2 separate regions of the Arabidopsis thaliana genome follow, and region 1 is linked to region 2. The links are chromatin contacts, called in public capture Hi-C maps. All regions are on one chromosome and are shown on one strand. The core of a region is the stretch at or near the end of the contact, and the rest is flanking DNA. Distances in the headings are between cores, read along the strand shown.

Evidence for each region. Capture Hi-C pulls out chosen DNA fragments and counts their contacts.
Region 1: a capture Hi-C map of seedling shows a contact between it and region 2, with 1.9 times the contacts expected there. The contact joins the promoter of AT2G23270 here to the promoter of NPY4 in region 2. A contact is called at or near these places in 1 of 26 Hi-C or Micro-C datasets (root) and 1 of 3 other capture datasets (seedling).

The regions. Positions count from the first base shown.
Region 1 is chr2:9,901,190-9,908,310 of TAIR10.1, forward strand. AT2G23270 reads left to right here and starts at 2,026. Exons shown (of 1, transcript NM_127891.1): 1 at 2,026-2,656. The coding sequence starts at 2,122. The coding sequence ends at 2,382. It overlaps UGT84B1 (UDP-glucosyl transferase 84B1), which reads right to left and starts at 250. Exons shown (of 1, transcript NM_127890.3): 1 at 1-250. The coding sequence starts at 227. MYB70 (myb domain protein 70) reads right to left here and starts at 4,843. Exons shown (of 1, transcript NM_127893.3): 1 at 3,317-4,843. The coding sequence starts at 4,635. The coding sequence ends at 3,706.
Region 2 is chr2:9,808,274-9,815,312 of TAIR10.1, forward strand. NPY4 (Phototropic-responsive NPH3 family protein) reads left to right here and starts at 2,252. Exons shown (of 4, transcript NM_001335835.1): 1 at 2,252-2,288; 2 at 2,669-2,738; 3 at 2,811-3,875; 4 at 3,947-4,387. The coding sequence starts at 3,027. The coding sequence ends at 4,195. It overlaps AT2G23040 (a long non-coding RNA gene), which reads right to left and starts at 1,800. Exons shown (of 4, transcript NR_140654.1): 1 at 1,065-1,800; 2 at 910-982; 3 at 763-828; 4 at 317-684. It overlaps AT2G23060 (Acyl-CoA N-acyltransferases (NAT) superfamily protein), which reads right to left and starts at 6,465. Exons shown (of 2, transcript NM_001335836.1): 1 at 6,190-6,465; 2 at 4,498-5,732. The coding sequence starts at 5,405. The coding sequence ends at 4,566.

The DNA of each region.
Region 1 (7,121 bases), core at 776-3,275, 93 kb after region 2:
TCTTCTTTAGGTAGACCATCGGAGAAGAACACGAGGTCCACCGGATAACGAGGTTTTTCTACGGTGGAGAGGAGATCACGGGCTGACTCAATAGTGGCGAGATTGATGTGTAGGTTCTTTGATGATAACGAGAGATGTTTTGCGAGTTTGAGCATTGGATTGATGTGACCTTGGAATGGTAGTGTTACCATTAGGACATGTGTTTCTTGACCCTCACTACTGCCCATTATTTTTTATTTTTTTCACTAATAGTTTAGATTTTCATGAAACTTTGAGTCATATATAATAGCAATGGTGGTTTGATGAGAGATTTTGCTTAATGAAGACATAAAATTAGATTATGGTAAGAAAATCTGTCTATAGTAATGGCTAACCCAGTCAACTGTTAGCAAGTAGATTCTTTAGTATCCACCTTTTCACCAAGTATGTTCATCTATTGGTCATCGGGTCAGTTACAATTTTTATCTTATTATTAACTAAAAATTGTTTATTAGTGTGACACTTGACCGTTACAATGATCAACTTTTGTATGTGTCAAAAATTTCACAAGATTTTCACATCTGTTTAGTATTGTTTCTTTATTTATAAAATCATTTTTATAGTAAAAAAGTATGAAACATAGAATTAAATTTGAAATAAAGTTTGGTCAACGATAAGATATCCAAAATAAATAAGGAATAAAAAGAAAAGTGTTTAAGTGGCATGTACCAAACCGAATGTTAATTTGCTAGAATGTATAAATAGCCCAAACATATATTCCATTTGTTCCTTTTTATTTGATTGTTTAGAAAAATGCACATATTAAGAAAACATATTAATGTTGATTTTAAATGTATTATTTTTTGTATTTTACAGTTTCCTATAATTTTAAATCAATGATATTCAATCATTTTTATTAAAGTTTACAATTCATTGATAATAATTAATAAATATTACATAGAAAATTTAAAACATCGATCTTTTTGAAATATTTTTCTTAAAAAATCAAACAAAAAGGAACATAGGGAATAGGTGAGTCTCGTGTTTTTTTATGTACCATCCAACTCAGATCTCATTTTCGGTAATTTCTAATCTACAGGTTTATTTTCTTTTATAACCAAAACCAATGAATGTGAAAATATAAAGAAAATTTTACAATGTACTTAAAAAGAAAAGTCCTCCATACACATATTCGTCGTCATACATTAAGTTCCACTAAACGATTTTTAAGGATGGTTTTGAGAAAAAAAATACACACACAAAGGTTGAAATATCAACAATCTGATACTTCGCTCATGAACATTTCAAAGAAGGCTACTTTGAATGGAAATAACAACAACGTGAGAAACAAGAAAAGTACATAGATAGATTGGTGGGGCCTGAAATTTTGTAACATCAATCAAGTTTGATGCCCACCCAACAATTTTAATTTTCAACTAAAAACTACTTCGACCGTTAATTTGGTAGAAGTAGTGAATTTAGTATTCTTTCAAATTAACGGTCGAAGTAGTGAAAATGGTTATGAAAAATTATGTAACTATTTAGATCATCAAATATATGTTTGTGGTAATCAATCCTTAGAAAACTCTTATCATAAAACATTTTTGAGTTAATGTCATCTACAGTGATTATAGTATACTTGAAGGAAGGTGAGGACATTAGGTTTTGTCACAATATTATATAGATAAACATAAAATACCATACTAGATTTGAATTCCACACATAGTTTATGGTCTACAACTAAAAGTCTATTCCAAACAATCAGAGACAAAATTAAAATCATTTAATTTCTTCAGCCAAATAACTAATCTCCATTCCTCGTTGATGGCTTTATATGTTCGCAAATTATATTTTTAAAAAGAAATTGGAAGACCAAGAACAAGAAGCAACCTCAGTATTTTCCCAGGAAGGAGCCTAAAATTCAAATCTCACGTCTTGTTGAATTTTAAGCTTATGAAGTCAAAAACTGAAAATGTCAAACTTTTCTTCTTCTTCAAGGCTCTTCACTTTACTATATATTCTAACTCCCAAGTCCACAAACTACTCACAACAAATTTAGTCATCTCATAAATTAGGGAACACAAGAAAAATAAAATAAAAAACATTTTTGTTTTTACTACTCAAAAATACCACTCAAAGAAAATGATGATGAACAAAGTTGTTTTGGGTTCGTTTCTGTTTTTCATGTTGGTGAGTTCGAATTTTGTGGTGGAGGCTCGTCCTTTGGGTTTAACGAAGGCTGAAGAGAACCTCGTGGCTAAGTTCTTCGATGGTTTGTCACTTGGGGCGATTAAGGAGTCGGGTCCTAGCTCTGGTGGTGAGGGTCATCGGTTCGTGGACCGGACTGAGACGCTTGAATATGGTAAGCATTCAGGTCCCAGCACGAGTGGACCCGGTCACTAAGTTCCCGACCGAACCAGTTAATGTGGCTGCTTTGGTCTAGCTCCGGAAATTGATTGCTTTGTTTAGTTTTTTTTCAGATTAATTATTCAGATTTTTCTTTTTATGCTTAGAACTTGGGAAAATCAAGAATTGGAAGAACCTCATTTGTTCTCTGTAGGAATATTCTTTTGTTAACTTATTGAAATTCATTTGATAATAATGTACAATGTAATATATATTGTAATTAATTTATTATTCTGATTATGTGAATGAATAACTGGATATTCATGTTTTTAATGAGTTTCAATAACAACATAGTTAAGCTCCAAATCCACAAAGCAAAAAGAAGCGACTTAACTTTAACCTTCTTCTGAGTGATAATCACCTAAGCTTACCTCTTTAACAGCTACATCCACTTCAACTTTAACCAAGAAATCGCGATTTCCGTGGAAATTGAAGTTAACCAATTCTTTAGATAGTTTCTGAAGGATGTTGTTCCGGATGGAGCTGTGGAAATTTGGCTTGGACAACAAGTTATACACATATCTAGTGCATATTTCTTCTCCATTATATAGGTAAACATTAGGAGCCTTACGTGCAAAGCAATTGAACCCATTTATGGACATCATCAAGCAGGAATTGATGCAAGTGTGACTCCTTGTTGTATTGTATGCCAAATTGTGAAAAGGAAGCATTAGTTGTAGCAGCTGCTATGGAGAAAGGTACCATACATCCTATTGGAAGGTATTTGCTTGTCAAACATCAGTAATCTTACACCGCTTGATAGTTATTAACACAATCAAACTCTTTCTTTTTTGCAGAGCCACAGTATTGGGAAGGACCTCCCTTGTGCTTTGAGTATTTCCCCGGTAGAGGCCTTACTGCTACAGTTAGTTGTATTGAGGTGATCTGTTCTACACTCTGTATCATTCATTGAATATCTATATATGATGTTGTCTCTCACACTATAACCTTTACTGCGATGCTATAGTCGGTAACCGAAGGTAACAAACTACGGAAATCGTCACTTGGTTCAGTAGAATTCATTACTTCACTCTTCGAATCGCAAGACCAGTCTAGAGAGATCAAGAATGCTGTAAACTCCTCTTTGTATGGAAATGACTTTGTTCATGCTCTTCTTTCACTTTATCAAAAGGTAACATTGATTCACCTCGAGGACCAGCCTCATCAACCCTTTTATAGACCAATTTCATTAAATCTAAGACATGTCATGATCAAAATCAATACATTTATTCAGTTTTTTTTTCGAATGAATCAAATCTCAAATCATGAAATTGGCTCTTTCTCTGCATTTGCTACACAATTCTTCTCTTTTCTCACTCACTACTCGATCCTACCTAATCCAATAAACTCTCTAAACCCTACATTACGACCATTAGTTCCTTGCACCATACACGAACTTGCTCCTCCTCCAGCTCCTCCGCCGTTTCCTAGCTGTAAATCCGCCATGTAACTCCTAACCTCCGTCTTAATCATCTCCTGCACCACCGTCATAAAATCTCCACCAAGTCCAGAAATCTCTCTTTCCTTCTCTTCTTCTTCTTCTCTCTTCACCGGAAACAACTCCGGTGGAGTTGTTGACTCATTGACCCAAGGCAAAGACAACCTCAAACAAGTCATCGGATCTTTCTCCTCCTCCTCCGGCGATGATGACTCAATCACCACTCCACCAGCTCTCGCCGTCGGTTTAAAAACATGACAAGAAGAAGAAACCGGTAAAACAGATCCACTAGATTGCGATTGCTCGCTGACGTCAGATCCCGTTGGACTTAACGCCGTCACCACAACAACTCCTCCTCCACCACTCGCCCTCCGTTTTAACGGTTTTTCATCAGTTAAATTACCATCATACCCTCCATTACCACCGAAATCACAACTCTGCCCTTCCTCTCCTCCGCCGCCTCCGCCGCTACATTTCCGCTTCAGCGTTGAGTTCCAGTGATTCTTAATCGCGTTATCAGTGCGACCATTGAGAAGCCGTGCAATCGTCGCCCACTTGTTACCAAACCGAGCGTGCGCTAGTATAATCGTATCATCTTCCTCCGCCGTGAATCCACGGTGCTCTACCTCCGGAGAAAGCTGATTACACCAACGGAGACGGCAAGATTTACCGGAACGTCCAGGGATTGATTTGCTTATCAGAGACCAGTTCCTTGGTCCGTGCTTCTGAACCAACGATTGTAACAGATCGTCTTCTTCAGGACTCCATGGTCCTTTGATCCGATCCATTTCTTTCCGGGTCGAACCAGACATCGCTCGGATCTTCTTTTTAATTTAAAACTAATCAAATCGTTTAAAACGCGTTTCTATTGTTTGGGGATTTTGGAAAAGAACGAAACGATTTTTGTTGAGAGGATAAGTATGAAGAGGAGAGAGTATTTATACGAGGTGTGATGGTTAGAGAGGTCACCGGTTCTACCGGTAATTTTTTATCGTTAGTTAACAACAACTTAATTTTTTCGTAACTGTAAATTGGATTATTTACGTGCATAATTATGTTTTCAACTGAATCAAATTGAAATAAGTTAACTGACACCAAATTAAATATGTAAGTATATGCCGTTTTGTTTTATTATTTTAAAATCCAGAAAACTGAAATTTAGTTTGAACCAAACAAAATAAACTCTAAACTAAAATTTATTAAAATATATACTATTAAACAAATTATTATGTAATGTTTTTTTAATGAATGTTAAATTATAACTAAACATGTACTGTATTTCTAACTATAACTAAACAAAGATATTAAACTAAAATCAAATCATATTACATCAAATTATAAATGCAAACCTTTTTCAAAAAATAAATTCAAATTAAAAATTCTTATATATTGTAGTTATGTAAAACTATTTAGAAAAACTACATATTTAAGTAATTTTGCGTAATTTCTAAATTGGATTAGTTATGAAGAAGATGTAACGTGAGTAGTCTGATACGTATTTGAATATTTAAAAGAGAAAGAAAAAAGCACGTCAGGGAGTGGCGGTGCGATTGGGGGAAATGCGTCTGAGAGAGTGAGGCTAAAATAAAGAGAGAATCTTTCCAAGAAAACGGTTGGGGATTTGGGAAACAGCTGTTAGTGGGGACAGCTGTCAACGAAATATGTAACTGTGTGTGATAGAGAGAGTACATTTTGTGGTACTTGAGAGCGTTTCACAGGTGGATCGTTTTTTTATTTAATTTAAATCATTTCGTTTTTAAGTTATTTCCTTTTTTAATTATCTTTTCTTTTTGCATTTTGAAGGTTACATTCTTTGTTTTTCCTTTGCATATCAGTGTTGGTATGGTCGAATTTTTGAAGATTTCTATTTAAACGTAATTAGATGCACATTAATTATCGTTGTCGTATCTAAAAACGTATTTAAGTTTTTTCGGTCGTTTTATTTGTCGGATTATAAAATCTTTAGTTTAGGTTGTGAAAGATTGACTCTTATCAAGACCGTCTTTACCCCATGGCAAATTAGGCAAATGCCATGGATCTATTACTGATTTTAAAAACAATCATAAGCATAAAAGGCCCAATTTTCTTAAAACAAAATTTTATTAAGAGATTTTAGTTTTTATTTTTATTTTGGCAAAGGCTCAATTATAGCTTGAGACGGGACTGTTTCTTATATCGATAGAAAGTAATTAATGTTATCTTTGGTTTGATCGCATATACTTAATAAATTTTATCCGTAGTTATTTCAAAATAAAGGATTTATTGATTCTGAAGACTAATGTTTTTTAAAGGGTTTGTGTTTAGTTGCTTATGATTTTAGTTGTTGGGTTCGGTCTCTTTCGATTTAAGTTTAAAAACTTTTGTTGGTATTTTCATTAGATTTAGAAAAAATTACGTTTTCCTTCGACTTTAATTATAAAATCATATATGTCGTGTGTCGTTTTAGTTTTTCTTTTTTGAACGTTGTATTTTGTATTGGTTTCACAACAAATTTAAGAATATTTTTATTTTTTATTTTGTTGTGTGAAAACACATTTTGTTTTCAATTTAAAAGCACTGAAACACAAACGTCGCTTTTTTCGAAATTGTATTTTGCGTATTGAATTGACGTATCTATACATATTAGAAACGTATAAGTAAAGTATCCATACTTATTGAGTGATTCCAGTTTCTTCTGTTTTTGTTTTTGATTTTCTGATTAAAAGAAAAATAAAACGAAGATAAGGATGACGTTAAAAGTGGTTTAGGTTTTTTGTTGGATTCTTCAGAGACTTTTCTGACTAAAGAAGCCAGCCTGTATGCCAATATTATTACTACTTTTTATATACAAAAATCAGTTATTTTGGATATTCAAAAAGATACTAATAAGATTCTTACGTAAATCGAAAACGACAGGATAGATCGATTAGAGTTTTGAGAGCCTATCGTTACTATTCATTGTTTGATATAAGCTAGTTTAACATGTCTAAAAGATTTATGTTGAAGTAAAGTTCATTTCCTTTGTCGTTTTATTTGTTGTCAACATGATACTCATATACAAAGGAATACGTTAAACCGTACATCAGCCGTGTACCGCACAAAAAACGTCGCCTGCACATGTTCCAATGCCAACATGAACCTTGTCGTGAGCTTCCTCATTCTCTTCTTTCAAGTTATAGTTAGATAAGGTAAGAGATATCGAAAAGAGTTCTTAAGATTCTGTTTAATTATCGAAGCCAAATTTTATAGATTAAACAAGAAGGTGTCATTAATGGAGATACGGTATGAGATTTTCCCTTATTGGTCCATCGTATCTACT
Region 2 (7,039 bases), core at 1,002-3,501:
GCTTCAAGTCTTTCTTTCTAAGTTTCTTTCACACGAGTGTAATGGAGAGAAAGAGAGGGGTTTATGGTGATAAAGGTCGCTACTTTAACACCCAAAATCTCCACAGTACTTTTGTCACTATCTGAATTAAACTTGGTTCTTATAACATGCTAAATTTCACAGGCTTCTGACTACAACCAATTGAGTATTACTCTAGGTCCCTTTACACTGCGATGAAACTCGAGAAGAGATCGAAAACTCAATAACTTACTAAGTAAATAGCGTAAAATATACAAAACGACTATCAACCATTAGTGTAAGAGAGTTTTGGGCTTCCATAATCTCTCCATAGCATCTTTAAAGTACGATTACTTCAATGGATATATTTTGCTTGTAATGTTATTAAATTATCGTCTCGCAGGATCAGATAAAACTCTTATGACCCCAAGAACATCTTACAAGGTTCATGACTACATACCCGTATAAATTTTCATCACTCAAAAAATACAACTTATTATTGCACACCATAAACAATGTGAAAACTATATCCATCACTTAAACAAGAAATGGATATCTTCATTATGTTGGCTTTTGATTCTTTTTCCTTTTCCTTACATATACGATTAACTCTCTGGATGTACTAGAAGTATCTTCCACTTCAACTATTTCTTTACCATGTGACACATTTTGAGTCTTCTCCATTTTCTTCAAAAGAACCAACATCAATCTCAATCAATACCAACATTATCATCTTCAAAAAAAAAAAACTATCTTTATACAAACCTTCTTATTTAAGCGCTGTCTAGACATTAACTCATAGAATTTCCGCATCATCATCTCTTCTTCCACCTATAAACACAAATGTATGTAAGATTGATTTCTTGCTCATATTATTCATATCAAAAGTACACAAAGTTTCATCAAACAAACCTCAAGTGTTTGGAGTTCTTGAGTCATCGTTTTACGAGTTTCTAAAAGCAATTCAGTTTGCTTCTCCAAATGGCTGTTGATGTGCTAACAACGGTAAATCATTATACGCAATGCACACACGAAAAATAAGCGTAAAACTGAAAACAAAGACGCACTTTAATAAATCGTCGGTATATTCAGGATCCATGCTCCACAAATTGATCAACTTCAACTTTATACTGATCTTGTGCTGATCACAAGTGGATCAAAATGTCATGAGAATATAATAGATAAAAATTACGTACAAAGCACAGTTTGATTAAGAAAAAGGAGAGTCTTTTATCATTGATTCATTCACACACATATCACTAGAGAAGATATGATTCTAATAATCTAAAGGGTATGATCACAAATTCGAACAGTTAACAGCAAAAACATAATTAAAGAACCAAACAAAAAAAAAAAAGCAGATTTAGAGAAAGAATATCTTAGTTAGACAATTCGTCGAGCAACTGGTGTGCATAGTCTCGTGCCTATCAAATTTTTCACAATGCCACGATACTTAAATCAGAAACAATCAATTACGTCTAATATATAGATAAATCATCAAAAAGGAAGTTCTTTTACGTACCCTTTCGTCAAATTTAACGATTCTTATAACTTTCACCACCATAAACACTTGACGATTCTCTTCTTCTCTCTCTCAATCTCACCCAAAATCAAGTCCTCTCTTCTACAATGGAGTTGACTGGGCTAATGGGCCGGTGTGACTAGGCTAATGGGCCGGTCTATTGTGACCCAAAGAGAACAACAAAGATAAATAAAGTTTCGATTTTTATGTTTATCAGCTCTATGTGCTTCTCATTAGATGAGAGACTTTCGCTAATATTTTATGTGTTTGTTTTGTTTTTTGAATGCAGAAGTCCATAAACTTTATATACTAGCGTAAGAATATCCTAACTTAACATTCTAATAAACATAACACTTATATAGGTTGAACTACACTTGGTATTTGATATTTGTAGTTGTAATTTTCTTTTAGGGTTCTTTGAACCACTCCACGATTTTGATCCTTGATTAAATTTTAAAGTATGTTGAAAAGTAGAAAATATGTGTATCGAGAAACGATCTCTGACTTCTCTGATGTTATGCTTTCACTAACCATCTTTATAGAAAACATACAAAAAGATTTGATTCGTTTTGTCCTTTGAATAAATGTTACCAAGAAATTCTGATTACCGCAGGAAAGATGCAACTTTTGGATTCGGGTTTATATTTTAACATAACAAATTTACAACACAATGGGCAACCAAAAAGAGGAGTTCATGTGCCAAGCACTTAGAAAAAAAGAAAAAAAAAAAAAAAACAAGCGTGGTGTTTGGGTTTTCGAGCCTTGAGAGGTTGGTGGGTGTGTTGTTGTGAATCTCTAAGTTTTCTCTGTAAATTATATATTTGTTTACATGTATATAAAACAATGTTTCTTTTTAAAGTGACCCTTTTAAGCTTTCTTGAAAACAAGATTGTGCATAGATCTCTTCTAAGATCCTTAGCTTTGTTTTCTCTTTTGTGTCTAAAGATCTTGAAAGTCTTGTGTGCAATAACTTATTAAAGAGATAGAAAAAAATGAAGTTTATGAAACTTGGAACCAAACCTGATTCATTTCTGTCTAAAGGAGACAATGTTAGGTTTGTAGAAAACAAATATTTACCTCTATGTATTTCTCTGATTATGCTTAAGCAATGTTTTTTCTAAAACTGATATTATTTTTATTGGCTCTTAGGTATGTAACAAATGAGTTAGAAACAGAGATCATCATCATCATCGGCAATGTCAAGTTCTATCTGCATAAGGTATGAAACAAACTCTAGCTTTTAAAACATCAAAGAAGAAGCAAAGTTTTTATGTTTTTGTGTGTTTTTCAGTTCCCATTGCTGTCGAAAAGCGGATTCTTGCAGAAACACATAGCAACATCAAAAAATGAAGAGGAGAAGAAGAACCAAATTGATGAGATTGACATATCAGAGATTCCTGGTGGTTCTGTTGCTTTTGAGATTTGTGTCAAGTTCTGTTACGGCATCACGGTTACTTTAAACGCTTACAATGTGGTTGCGGTTCGTTGCGCGGCTGAGTTCTTGGAGATGAATGAAACGTTTGAGAAAAGCAATCTCGTTTACAAGATTGATGTTTTCTTGAACTCAACCATCTTCCGTAGTTGGAAAGATTCTATCATTGTTCTTCAGACCACAAAAGATCTCTTGTCTGATGACTCAGAGGAGCTCGTGAAGCGTTGTCTCGGCTCTATTGCTTCTACTGCTTCGATAGACACCTCGAAAGTCAAATGGTCTTATACTTACAACAGGAAGAAGAAGCTTGAGAAAGTGAGAAAACCAGAAGATGGTGTTCCAAAAGACTGGTGGGTGGAAGATTTATGCGAGCTTCACATCGATTTGTATAAACAAGCCATCAAAGCAATCAAGAACCGAGGTAAAGTCCCGAGTAACGTTATTGGAGAAGCATTACATGCTTATGCAATAAGAAGAATAGCTGGTTTTAGCAAAGAGTCCATGCAACTCATTGATAGATCTTTGATTAATACAATCATAGAGCTTCTCCCGGATGAGAAAGGAAACATTTCCTCTAGCTTCTTGACCAAGCTACATCGAGCATCGATCTTTCTTGGATGTGAAGAAACCGTGAAAGAAAAGTTAAAGAAAAGAGTCAGCGAGCAGCTTGAAGAGACAACAGTGAATGATATCTTAATGTATGATTTGGATATGGTGCAGAGCCTAGTGAAGGAGTTTATGAACCGTGATCCGAAAACTCACTCGAAAGTATCCGTGGCAAAGCTCATTGATGGATACTTAGCTGAGAAATCAAGAGATCCTAATCTCCCTCTTCAGAACTTCCTCTCTCTCGCTGAGACACTCTCTAGCTTCCCAAGACACTCTCACGACGTGTTATATCGCGCAATTGACATGTTTCTAAAGGTAAAACAAGATTCAAATCCTCTGTTTTTCATAACGTTTCTTGATTTGTTAATAATTTGGAAAATTTTCAGGAACATTCGGGGATTAGCAAGAGCGAGAAGAAGAGAGTATGCGGGCTAATGGATTGTAGGAAACTATCCGCGGAAGCGTGTGAACATGCGGTACAGAACGAACGTTTGCCAATGCGGGTGATTGTGCAAGTTCTCTTCTTTGAACAGATTAGAGCCAATGGTTCATCAACAGGATATAGCACTCCTGAGCTTACCACTACTACTCTAAACACTGAGGATGATGAATGGGACCATGAGAAAGAGTTTTGATTGAATCTTTCTTATTTTGTTTCTTCAACACCATCTTTGAGTTTTACTGGTAGTTTTCATTTTCCTAAATTAGAAAACATTTGGTGCTTGACCTTTGTAATTGGGCCAAGTTTTAATGGGCTTTGTGTTCGGCTTGAAGCCTTTCTCATCTCGAATTTTAAATGAGAATAAAAATCAGAGCAAATTTTGCATTCATTTGTCTCGTTGATGATGGTAATTTCACTAATTTGGGAAATAAAATCACAAACTTGTAGTCAAACAATAATGGAAAAATTTGGAAATAAGAAAAATAAAAAAAATCTGATAGAGAAAGTTGAATAATATTCCTTTCCTTAAATATAAATTAATTATGTCATTTTGAGTTATAAAACTAAAATTCTCTAGGGTCAACAAAAATAGAATCGCCAGGTGGCGATTTAGTCCAATCACCAACAGAACCATCACTATAATCTTCTCCAAGCCGTTTAATACACCACAAATCCTCAGCGCACGATAGCACTTTCCAATGCGGTATCCCTCGCCGGAGCGGCTCTTCGCCGGCGACTTCTGCCGCCACCACGCCGCATCCTCCTTCCTTTGCCAAATTATGTGCATGGTCACACAATGCCTTCACCATTTTCTCCGCGCGTGGTCCTTCTCCGCCGATTCCGTACATAAAATGCAGCCCAAACGGCCGGAAAACCGCCGGGATCGACGGTATTTTCAAAAACGGTAGAGTTTTATCAACCATGCGCGTCGCTTTTGAAACCACGCGCCTCAATCTCGACGCGCCGCGAACTTCTAATCTAAACGAGTCTTTACAATTCCACACGCTTAAAACCGCCCACGAGTCCGGTGGATACTCCAAGAACTTAGCCGAACCGGGCCATGACCTAGACCCGGATCCGTAACAACTGCCACGTGGAACCGCGACGAATGTTCCTAACGAGAGTTTGTTATTCAAAACAGAGTCAATGTCGCGAGGGAAAAACTCGGTTGTGCTAAACCGAAGCCGGTATAGTAACTCAGCATCAGACGGTTCAAGCTTAATTACGGTAACCCGACGAGAAATGTTGACCCGGTGTGCGTAAACCGGGTTAACCAAAATAGACGGTGTACGAAACTCGGCGTAACCACATTTTCCGGTGAAAAGATTGACGGAAGCGTGATTGTCGTTTTCAGTTGCAAAATAGGAATATTCAGCCCCGTTTTGACTAAACCAATCTTCCATAGCCTTCACGAGCTTAAACCCTATCCCTTGTCTCCTGAAGTAATTAATTAAAAAAAAACGTGATTAGTTTAAGCGTTAATTACTCGTGATTGGTTTAGCGTTAAATGCGTGAGATTTAATTAAAACGTACCGGTGTGTAGGAGAAACGCGGAGACCCAAAATGTAAGCGAGTTTAGTGTAAAGTGGTTTGGTAATAACGACATCGTTTTGGGATTTGTTATGAGTTAAATCAAGTCTTTTGGTGGTGATACCACATGTAACGGTTTTGATACATCCCCGAATCATTCCAACTAACTCTTTCTTCTCTTTCGGACCAATCTCAGCCACCTATTACAAATTCCAATTTTAAGTTAAAACCTTCTTTTTATTTAATAGTTAACAATAATAATAACAATAAAATATTAATAATAATAATAATAATAATAATAATAATAAAGCTTTTGGGTTAGTTAGTTCATGTAATTGCTCTTTATATAAAGAAACGGGTTTTTAATATCTTCGGTTTGAGTTGTAACCAGCATGAGGCAAGAAGGTGAATGTCGTTTCACTTATCATTTTTTAATTAATTAACTATAAAACAAAACAAAACAAACCATTTTTTATTTTGATAAACAAACACAATCTTTTTTTTGTAAGTTAATAATTCGTATATTTGCTTCGTCATTATGAAAAGAAATAAGATTTCTCACTAATTAGTGATAAAATATATTTTGGTTAACAACTTAAATTTAGAAAACTGTATTTTTTTATATATTTTAAGATTTAGGTGTTATGAGTAATTTACCAGCATGAGGTAAGAAGGTGAATGTCGGACACGGCAAATAGGGTCACCTAAGAGATCGGTGAAGAGAGAAAGTTTTCCGGCTGGGCCAACTTCGCACCGCCGTTCAACATCTTCTACAGTGGCTAAGTCTTTACTTGGGTCGTATTCTCTAACCTCCACAAGCACCGTCATATTCTCTGTTTTCTAATTCCTCTAATAACTAAAAACAGAGGAGATTGAGAGAGCGAAAGAGAGAGAGAGAGAGATATGGAGAAATGAGAATAAAGTGTGAAGTAGTAGCTTAGGGTTTTATATAGAGGAAAAGAAGTGAGACTGTTGCAATAAGAAGTCAGCAGATTTTCCGAGGACATAGGATTTTTTTTTTAATATAAATATAACGTGAGGTATAAGCAAAGAACACAGAAGCTATGATGTGAATCTAATGTTTAAGCTATACGAGCTAAGATTTTTTAAAAATACAAATAATAAGATTTTTAAAAGGTTTTGAAAATGACTCTTGGTATTATTTTCGGCTGCCATTTTAGTTATGAATAACAAATTAAATAGTTCTATCATTGGAGAGAGTTAATAGGACCCAATATTAATTCCCTATTAATTATGCTCATTTTTCGCAATGTTCATTTTTTGGAATATACTGTTTTATTTTATATAGTGAATTTTTCAGTAAACAAATGAACGAATCTAGAGGGAATTGATTTCATGAGATCATGCACAGAGGAAAAAAGAATTTGGAATGATCAGATTAGTAGTATCAATACAATAATCTAATAGTGGAGGGCTGAGTTAATTATTCTTACTTATTTTCCCCGTTTAATAAAATGATTATTTTTGTTCTTTAAACAATTGTTTA